3 separate regions of the Mus musculus genome follow, and all the other regions are linked to region 3. Evidence: chromatin contacts called from public promoter capture Hi-C data. All regions are on one chromosome and are shown on one strand. Each heading gives the region's core, a stretch centred on a gene start, on an enhancer-like site or on the middle of the called end of the contact. The rest is flanking DNA. Distances are from core to core; before and after follow the strand shown.

Evidence for each region. Promoter capture Hi-C pulls out the DNA fragments that hold promoters and counts their contacts.
Region 1: a contact with region 3 is called in a promoter capture Hi-C map of pre-B cells, with 5 times the contacts expected there. The contact joins the promoter of Mphosph8 here to the promoter of Bcl2l2 in region 3. A contact is called at or near these places in 3 of 39 promoter capture datasets (liver and pre-B cells).
Region 2: a contact with region 3 is called in a promoter capture Hi-C map of pre-B cells, with 5 times the contacts expected there. The contact joins the promoter of Sdr39u1 here to the promoter of Bcl2l2 in region 3. A contact is called at or near these places in 5 of 39 promoter capture datasets (the C10 cell line, liver, neutrophils and 1 more), 1 of 484 Hi-C or Micro-C datasets (embryonic stem cells) and 2 of 9 other capture datasets (adipose tissue and liver).

Annotation. Positions count from the first base shown.
Region 1 is chr14:56,666,078-56,669,865 of GRCm38.p6, reverse strand. Mphosph8 (M-phase phosphoprotein 8) reads right to left here and starts at 1,618. Exons shown (of 14, transcript NM_023773.2): 1 at 1,302-1,618. The coding sequence starts at 1,514. It also overlaps the pseudogene Gm4032.
Region 2 is chr14:55,898,551-55,901,872 of GRCm38.p6, reverse strand. It overlaps Sdr39u1 (short chain dehydrogenase/reductase family 39U, member 1), which reads left to right and starts at 1,641. Exons shown (of 6, transcript NM_001082975.1): 1 at 1,641-1,683; 2 at 1,953-2,059; 3 at 2,144-2,226; 4 at 2,568-2,689. The coding sequence starts at 1,668. Khnyn (KH and NYN domain containing) reads right to left here. Exons shown (of 8, transcript NM_027143.3): 8 at 3,093-3,322.
Region 3 is chr14:54,882,084-54,885,381 of GRCm38.p6, reverse strand. It overlaps Bcl2l2 (BCL2-like 2), which reads right to left and starts at 1,957. Exons shown (of 4, transcript NM_007537.1): 1 at 1,876-1,957; 2 at 1,498-1,585; 3 at 569-1,008. The coding sequence starts at 1,000.

The sequences.
Region 1 (3,788 bases), core at 369-2,868, 1.8 Mb before region 3:
GCAGTGGTGGTCTTTAATCCCAGCATCCAGGAGGCAGATGCAGGCACATTTTTGAGTTTTAAGGCCAGCCTGGTCTAAACAGAGAAATCTTGTCTCAAAAACAAAACAAAACAAAACAGGAGTTCTCAGAGAAAAGCACCACTTTAAAGAAATGTCTACCATCAAGCCAACATGGCACAGGGTAAACAGCAGTCCATTAAAAAAAAAAGTTTGTCAATGGATTAAAAATTAAGATGAAAGTTGGCATATGGCAGATAACAAATGACAGAAAATACAACAGAAACAAAACCATCGTATAGGCACGATTCCTATCTACAGCCCTTATCTTCTCCTTTCTCCAAATTCCCATTTCGTTTACTCATTCAATAATCCCACAGCCGTGAGATAGATCTCTGTGGTAAAGCTCTTGCCTTGCATTCATGAAACCCTGGGTCCAGTACACGGTATCAGATAACGGCAACAACAAAATCAGCCTTTGCTGTTACTGGACTAAGTGTCCGTGATTCAAGCATTATTATAAACCACATCCCCTGATTAAAGGAGCCCACAATCTAGAGCAGAAAAGACAAATACAGAGATAAAAGACAATGACTTAAATAGAGGTAAGAGAGTAAGGACAGAACTGAGAAAGCACCTTTTTCTGCAGAGCTCGGGTAAGGGAAGAGAGGGGAGAAAAGGTATCACAAACAGATGGATCCCAAGCCTTGGAAATACAGACTAAGAATTTCTCCCGGGGACGACATTCGCAGCAAGGAGGATGTTAAGTGTTCAAGCACGATGTGCGAAGATTGTCCTTTCAAGCTTACTCTAAATCTCTTGAGTTACACTCATAAAACGCGCAGAAAAGGGACACTTTGGGTTGGGAAACCTTTACTGTCCCGGGCACTCGGTGTGAATGGGATTTCCTGAATTTAAGCCAAGGAGCATTTTCTACTTTTAGAAAACATTGGGACAACGGTGTAGAGAATCCTCCAGTCTTTCCTAACGGAAAGCCATGGCCCTAACCGTATACCCGAATGCTGAAGGCCACAGAAGTCTCCCACCAGCTGCCTTGCATCCTACGATTCTCAACATTCCATGTCACCGCTTCGTCTCTTCTGCCAAAACAACACTTAGAACTTCCCTAAGCATCCATCCTCCACCGACTGCGGCCAGGGTCCTCTCCAGGATGTCAGTCTGCGCCTACGGACCGCCACCGTCCTCCCAAGCTGTTCCAGGCTGTTCGGCGTCCCACTCGGATTCTCCCAACCCGCCGTCCCCGCCCCGGAGACTCCCTGTCCGGCCGCTCAGCCCCCACATACTCCCTCGCACTTCATGTCCAGGATCCTCTCCACCTCGAAAACGTCCTCCCCATCCTCCTCGCTGTCCCCAACGGCCACCGTTCCTTTGGTGGCTGCGTCCTTCTCTTCGTCCCCTGCTCCAACTCCTTCGGACTCGGGAGAACGGCCAATGCTGTCGGGAACTGACATAACTAGAGCGGCCGCACTCATGCCCTCCTCAGCCGCCGCCGCCATCACAGACGCAGTGCAAAACCAACGCGAAAAACCGCCGGCGACCCACAGCGGGACAGCACCGCGCGCCTGCCGCTCCGCCCTAATCCGCTCCAGCGGCGTGACTCGACCGTGAGGCAAGCCAGCCAATTGTGGGCGCCGAGCTCTGGATTGACACACAGAACGGCCAATCACGCAAAGGCGCGCTCCCCGGCTCCCTGGGGAGTTCACGGGAAGTGGATGGGCGGGTCGACGGACTCTGAGGAAGAACGCTGCCTCAGGGAAGAGCGGAAGGGCTCCCCTGGGGAGACTGCGAGGGGCGGTCCTAGCACCTCACCTCCCAAACTCCGGTGACGCCCGCTGCCTGAGGAGACCTGTTGTTTGGATTGTCGGAAGGAGACCATGAGGATTCTGGGAAAGGGACCCCCAGTGTTAGCGAGACCCGCCTGTGCGGAATGGCTGCCCAGGAATCCTTTCGTATGGTTTTGGCTGGCTTATATGGCGTCTGCGGTCGAATCAATTACATATAGCCTATAGGGATATTTCATTTTAGTGAGTAGCGTTTATAGATAGAGAATAGGGACCCGGAGGTGGTTCAGCAGATTACGGCCCTGGTCGCCAAATATGAGGACCTGAGTTTAATTTCCAAGGGCATACATAGCGAGAGAATTCCCCCAATATGTATTCTCTTCTGTCAGGAGAAAGGCCAATCTTTACAGCAAGACACTGTATCAAGTAATAATTTATGGGATTTACTTGTTGGGCTTTGAAAGTAGTTCAGTGATAGGGCGTTTGTCTGGCAGGTGATGGTTGGAGGCTTGGTCCTAGTAGCTGAGTAAAAGTTGGTTCTCTCCTTCAAAAGATAGAGCCCAGGTTGCCTGGCTTGGCCCCATTTGGGCTATACTTAATTAATTGGATCATTCACACCTGATAAACCAAGCCAAAACCACCTATGTGTTTGTTCCCAAGTTCCCTTGCTTCTTATTGAATTGAAAATATCAGAAGCAGGTGCGGGGTTGATGCAAGAGAAACGAGTAATATTGATGCTACAAAGGAGTCACTAGGAAGCGAGCCTGCGATATGATTGGAAGAGAATTACCAGGCTTATTACAAACTCTAGGAAAGACATTTTTGTGCCAACATTGAAGTTTTGGGTTGCTGAGAAAGTTTCTGTTAACGTTAGTGCACTAAGATTGACCTCCAATTAGACTCCATTTCCACAACAAAAGGAGACAACCCTAACTTACAACCAGCCATTAAGCCTATCCACCTTATTAAAAAAAAAAAAAAAAAAAAAGCCTCTAAGGGGCAGCTCAATGGCTGAGCCCCAAGTCACACCTATCATTAAGTCCTAGTTTGCCATTAAATCCCCTGTGCCCTTGTGAGGAAAAGCCTAACTCTGCTGGTAGGTAGGCAAGAGGACCCTGAATAACAACTATTTGAAAAGAACAACACTGGTGTATATGCTTAGAAATAATTCTGACTATCTTCGCTGTGTACCTCTTGTATCTGCCTGAGTGACTAGACTTTCAGTCTCCTGTCTGTATTAAAATTGTTCCAAGAGTAACCTGCATCTGGAACCTGAAAGAGATTTCAGAATAATAGCTTATGTGGCATGTATAAGCCGAAAATGAGTGTAAGTTAGTAAAAAATCTGTTCACAACTAGCTCCTCTTTGAGCAGTATCCAGAGCCAGATTTATGGTATTATTAAAGAGCTCTCTCCTTTATTAATCTAAGTGTGTGGAGTAAGTTTCACCAGAGAGACATACTAACTTTAAAACAGGTCACATTCCTATAACCCCAGCCTTCCAAAGGCTGAGGCAGGAGAGTGAAGTCTTCAAAGCCAGACTGGTTTAAAAAACACCTTTAGATAGATTAATACATAGATATCAGATATAGATGGAAGACAACATAGACATATCAGCATACATCAGAGAATGATATAACGAAGTTATTTGTGCAGATTATGAATAAGTAACAATTGTTCTATGTGCATACAATACTGCTAGGAAACGTCACTTAAGAAAATATTTTTCTGACATTACTTCCAGCCTCCCTCTAGCCTCTTGTGTCCCCAAATTGTGTACCTTATCTCAGCTGGTCTGCCAGAGACCCCCTCAGTACAAACTGAGGTACCCCATGCAGGCCCCATTTCCACTCCAAAAAGATGAAAGAAATACTGTGAACCAGCAAAAATTCAAACTGCAGGCACAAATGCCCATTGGTGGAAAAGAAGCTTTTTGAAGAAAGAAGGAGATATTTCACAGAACAGCATGGCAGATGATAAAAAAAAAAAA
Region 2 (3,322 bases), core at 392-2,891, 1.0 Mb before region 3:
GTAACAAGATCTGACTCCCTCTTCTGGAGTGTTTGAAGACAGCTACAGTGTACTTACATATAATAAATAAATAAATCTTTAAAAAAAAAAAAAAAAAAAAAAAGAAATGTAGAGATTGGGGATGGAGCAGAGATTGAGAGAACAGCCAATCAGTAACTGGCCCAACTTGAGACACATACCATGGGCAAGCACCAATCCCTGACACTATTGATACTCTGTTATGCTTGCAGACAGGAGTCTAGCATGGCTGTCCTCTGAGAGTCTCCACCCAGCAGATGACTCAGACAGATAAAGACACCCACAGCCAAACAGTAGATGGAGCTGGGGACTCTTATGGAAGAATGTGAGGAAGAATTGCAGCCCCTAAGGGGATAGCAACTTCACAGGAAGACCAATCGAATCAACTAACCTGGACCTTTGGGGCTCTCAGAGACTTAACTACCACCAAAGAACATACATGGGCTGGACCTAGTCCTCCCTGCACATAGGTAGCAGATGTACAGCTTGGTCTTCCTGTGGGTCCCACATAACTGGAGTGGGGGCTATCCCAAAGGCTGTTGCCTGTGTGTGGGATATGTTTTTCTAGCTTGGCAGCCTTGTCTGGCCTCAGTGGGAAAGGATATGCACCAGACACCAAACTTGGTTCTTAAAGTCCCAGAAGACAGTGTGGTTTCTACTCAAGGCAAAAATGCAGCGTTTCTTGTTTGGTTTCAGACCAGGATTATGCCCAGGGACTGAGGCAAATATTTTACATTTTTACATGTTTACAAAGCAGACATGGCCTCCAGATTCTCCCATCATCCCTCAGACCCTACCTGGCATACCTTGCCTCCAACCTTGAAGTTTCCAGACCAGGGGCCTGGCTGCCCTTCCTCAAGAGGCTCTTCCCTATAAAATTCAGACATTTTGTGCTCTCTCCCTACCCCCTCCCCCATCTCTCCTTCTCCCACCCCGTGTCTCTCTCTGCTCGGTCGCCCTTTCTCTCTTTCTCCTCTCCCCCACTCCTCTCCATGGTGAGTCCCCTGGCCTTAATCCTTGGGGCCAGTTAACTCCCAATAAACCTGCCTTTAATGTAAACTAGTCTGGCTTGAATCGGCTCATTTCACCAGCGGTAGAGAAATGCCTATCATTTCTAAAAGGAAGGGAGAAAGAACAGTAATTTTGGCTGGGCGATCAATCAAAATGATCTACAACTGGGCATTAGACTTGGTGAACTATGTGTTCCTGGAGGGCCCTGAAACGGATGAACTGGGAAGCAGGGCACGGGTGGGATGCACGCTTGTGAGAGCCTTAGCTGCGGAAGCAAGGACAAGAGTGCGCACATGAACTGGAGAAGAAACTCTGACACCCTCGAGTCCTGACAGAAGGAGGCAGAACAGTGAGAAAAGATGAAGAAGAATTCCACAGTGCCCGCCCCCTCCCCACGCCCAGCGCTTCGCGGTCTAGAGTTGTTCTTTAGGAGCGGATCCTTTCTGCACTTCGTCCTCCATCTCTTTTGCGTCATCCACCCCTCTTCCCAGAGAAATTTATGGTCCTTCGCTATTACTATAACTCCTTCCGGGTCGGGGGAGGGTGGGGCACACCTAGTACTGAGATTCGCGTGAGGTGAGGCTCGTAGTCGCGTCCGGTGTTTAAATCTCGCGCAGGCGTGCTAGCTCCCTGTCGCTATGCGGGTGCTTGTAGGTGAGGGAGGGCAGAGTGGCGGGCCGGCTTAGGCTGTAGCCGAGAGCTGAGAAAACAGGCCCACAGGGTGCAGTCTCCTAAGCAGGCAACCTAGCCTTGGTTTCCCAGCCCCAAAAGCTGAATCTGTGCGACCCTGTGACTTTTGTCACCTCTGCATCGCGGGGTGGGTTGGAGAGGCCTGATGTCAGATGGGGACCGCACCCAAAGGGGCCGCCAGCAGATGACCTACCGCCACCCCGCTGAGTAAACAGTTTGTGCTCCCCCATCAGGTGGCGGGACGGGATTCATTGGGACAGCCGTAACCCAGCTGCTGAGAGGCAGGGGCCACGAAGTTAAATTGGTCTCCAGACAGCCTGGCCCGGGTCGAATCACGTGGGTAGGTCGAGCTTCTGGAAGGTGGGTGGGAGGGCAATTTGCGCGGGAAGGACAGTACCAGCCGGCACTGTACTTTCTCCCACAGAGTGAACTCAGTGAGTCGGGGCTGCCCCTCTGCGATGTTGTCATCAACCTGGCTGGAGAGAATATCCTCAACCCTCTGCGAAGGTCAACAGGGCCATAAAGCAGTTATCACCTGTACAGGGGGGAGAGAGGGTCGATGCCTGTGACCCGTGCATGGTAGACATAAACTTGTGCAAGTGTCCCCTTAAGCCTTTGGAGCCTGTTATATATCAGCGTCTACTAAAGCCCAGTGTTGTGGATAAAGAGATATAGCCCATGCCTATTGGGGGCCGGGGGAGAGAGTCCTATCTTCTTAGCCACCCCGAGCTATGCATTAAGACAGGCTTAGGACAACAGACTTACTGGGAGGGGAGCCGGATGAGTGGGGAGGATATGGTCTAGGTGCATGTCTGCACTTTTGACCTTTTCTTTCATTTTCTCTGCAGATGGAATGAAACCTTCCAAAAAGAGGTTCTTACGAGCCGCTTGGATACTACCCACTTGCTAGCCAAAGCCATCACCGAAACTGCGCACCCACCTCAGGCTTGGATTCTAGTCACAGGTGTAGGTACGCTCCCAAATCACCAGCCTCTTACATTAACGGAGCCAGGGAGAACAGAGCAAGCAGTTGAGGCACTTGGGGCTTGCACCCGAATCACAGGTCCTTCCCAGGGTCACTGCCTAGGCCTCCAGCCTTGCAGGTTCTTCCTGACCCAGATCTGTACTGTCACAGTCTGGTCTTTATGGGTGTGGAAAGGCAGAATGGGGGTGTGGGGTACTTGGCTAGAGAGCCTTTATTGGGAGCCCTCAGAGAAAGAGGTGTGGTACGGGTCCTAGTGCGCACAGAAGGCATCTCCCCACTCCCACACCCCTTGCTTTTTTGCACTGCAGTTCTTTATGAAGAGCTCCCTTTGTTGTGTCTCCTTTGAGACCACACAATTGCAAACAATTAAAATGAGTAGTAGCCACCATACTATTATATACATATTATTTAATCCTTACAACTTTATGAGGTAGGTACAGTTACTCCCATACTGAGGATGCAGATTTTTTTCATACGGAGAAGTAACTTGCCAAAAAAAAAAAAAGTCACAGATGTCAAGAATGGTCCAGTTCAAGCAGCTTAGCACCTACGTTTCTGTCCCTACCCACTACAAGCTAGCGGCCTCTGGACACAGCCTGACAGCCAAAAGCTAGATGT
Region 3 (3,298 bases), core at 708-3,207:
GTGGGAGAGAAGGGAAGTAGAGAAAGGAGAAAGGGAGATCAGGAAAGGATAGTGGAGAGACGAGGGAAGGAAGAGTTCCAGTTCCATCCACTGTGAGCACTGCCCCCATCCCCAGCTGCTCCAGCCGAAGCTCTACTGCACACAAGCCCCTCCGAACCCCGTTCCTGGCTCCTCTGCACTGTCTACGTGATGTCAGCCCCATCCCTTCCATGGCAATAAAGTTCCGTTCAGAACTGGCATCCTTTGCTAAGGCTTGCCTAGCCATGACCCATCCCTGACCGGCCTCACCACCCATACTATGTACGCAGGGGTCACAATTATTCGCTGAAGGTTCTCTGTTTATAAAACTCTATATTCAGTCTTCTGCTTGGGACCGTGAAGCCCATCCAGCTACTACTACATGGTAGCCCTGGAGTACTGTGAGCTTGATGCTCTCAGTCTGATTCCACTTAAATAAGGGAACTCAGCCCTTCCCAGCACAACCCCAGCCTCCCATCAGAGGCCCTATTTTCCCATGAAGACCAACTTTGTAGAGGGATGCGGAGAGCAGCAATTGAGAACTTCTTACCCAGCCCCCACTGCTGTGGATCCAGTCAGCCAGACGTGTCTCCAGGTAGGCCACCATCCAATCCTGCACTTGTCCCACCAAAGGCTCCATTTCTTTGTTGACACTCTCAGCACACAGGGCAGCCCCAAAGACAAAGAATGCCACAAGACGGCCCCAGTTAGGGCCCCCTTGGAAAAGTTCGTCGGAAACCTGGGTGAAGCGTTGCTGGGCTGAGCCTGGGGTCACGTGTAGCTGAGCGGCCAGGTCAGAGAAGGTGCGGCGGAAACGGGTCTCAAACTCGTCTCCAGCAGCCCGCATGGCTTGGTGCAGCGGGTCGGCGGCTGGGCCTTCCCCAGGGCCAGCTCCACAGACATAACCCTTCTGCCTCAGCTTATAGCCTACAAAGTCAGCCACTAGAGCCCGTGTGTCTGGGGTTGAGGCTGGGGTCGCCATCCGGGCGGCTGAAAGGGGCAAGGATGACAGACTGACATAAATATAAGGAAATTATTGACAGAGAGCAAGAAGGGACATTTCCTATTTGATCAAGCTCCTGAGATAGGTGAAATGCTCAGAGGCACTGGGCAGGGCCAAGAAAGAGCAACGGATTTAAGTCATGGGGAGGTTCAGAGCATAAGCAGCTGGCCACGTATAACATGTCAAATTAAGTGTGCAACAGGAAATCTTATTTTTAGACTACTTCAGATTCCTTTCATACGACAGCACCAGCTGTATGCCACCTCTATACACACACACACACACACACACACACACACACACACACACACACACACACACACCCCTTTTTGGCTATAGGAAGGGGCTTAAGACCTCCCCAGGAGCATGATGCGAAGATGTTGGCAGAGGCACAAGATAGGGAGGAGACAGGGGCTGAATAGGAAGATGGGAAAAGCCAAGGGCTGTAATGGGGCAGAAAGGAAGAGGACACTTACCCAGCCTGGATGGCAGCTCTTAGGACCCAGTGCTGGTGGCAGGGAGCCCCCAGCTGAGGCCTTTCATCCTCCCGGCTAGAGTGGAGCCCTGAAAAGGGGAGGGAGAGAGAACTAGGTGGGAAAGGCCTGGGTCTGGCCCGGAAAGAACTGGAACTGCAGCGCCTGGGACTGGGCCCCTACCTCCAAAGCTTTGCCAGCTGTGGGACCGATTCCGTGTTTAATGACTGCCCTCTTGGGAAACCCGGGACCACGGGCTTCCTGCCGACACCATCTCTATTCCCGGTACCCCCAAGAGCAGCCCAAAGGCCCAGCTCCTCCCATTCCCCCACCCTTAGCTGGTCTCCAACCCCGCCCGCCAGCCAGGTTAAGGAATCTCACGGGTCAGGCCGCAGCCGGGATCCGGAATCCGGTTGTTTCCTGGTGGAGGAGCTGGGAGGGAGGGAGGGAGGGAGGGAGAAAGGGAGGAAGGGAAGGAAGGAAGGAGGGAGGAGGGGAGGGCAGGGAGGGAGGGCCCGGCGCCGGGTGATGATGGGACACAGAGATGCGTCCAGAGAGAGGGGCGGGGCTGGGAGGCAGGGCTGGGAAGAGCCACAACTCCAGGAAGAGAGGGCCATTGAAGGGCTGTTCAGAGGCCATAGTGACCTGTGCCGGCTGCCTGCGAAGCCCGCAGTGTCCCCAGAGAAACACACCGGGCCTCAGCAGCTCAGTGCAAATTCAGCATTTCCGGAAGGTCTCTTCTGTTCACGCACTTGTTGAACTTTCCAGCTTGGATTGCGTGCCTAGGAAAAGCAGAGCAGTTCCTATTAAGCTGGGAACAACCTCTTGCCCTTGTGGGGCTAGTAGAAACACTAAACACAAAAATACTTCCCCTCAGGACCTTTAATGCAGTGGGCTCTTCCTTGGCTGGAGTTTCAGCTAGGTATCAAGGTGTCAGGCCTTGGTTTACAGTGTCCACAAGCAATCTTCATCTTTTGTAATCAGATTGATTTTCTTTTCATTTGTTACCCACCACAGGAGTTAATTCTTACTATTTAAAACAAAAATCAAACAATAAAAGGCACAAATTGATACAAGCTTACTAATCTTACACACCCTCTCTAAATACAGGTTACCAATGTTGGGTTAATACCTGTTTTACAGATTACATATATCTATAATTTACATGTGAATATCTACATTCACATATACATGGATTATATATACATTTATCCATACACATATGTTTATATAAATATGTGCTTTTATATATACACATACAATATAAATATGTTTATAAGTATAAATATATATGTTATATATAATTTATAAATGTATCAATATACATATAAATATAAAGTATATCAGTATAGTATATGTAAATATTTTTATATTTTTATATATTCCATATACATATTTATAATATACACATATATGTATATATAATATACATATATCTATTTATATGTGCATTTATGTATATATATATATGTAAAAATATGTATATATAAAAACCGAGTGTGTGTGTATTTTGAAACATGGTTTCTTCTCTGTGTAGCCCTGGCTGCCCTGGAACTCACTTCTATAGAGCAGGCTGGCCTCGATCTCACAGGGATTGGCCTGCCTCTGCCTCAGACACTATGGGATTAAAGGCCCGAGGCACCACTATCCAGCATGTGATAATATCTTTCTGTAGAGCAAGTTTCCAGGGCAAGAAGCTTTCTGACTACAGCAGATCCACAGGAGGGCACTCATCAGTGTGCTGATCCTCCCACCTCTCCCCCCACCCAGGACTCCTGAAGGTTGCCATTTCTTCAGCTCTGGA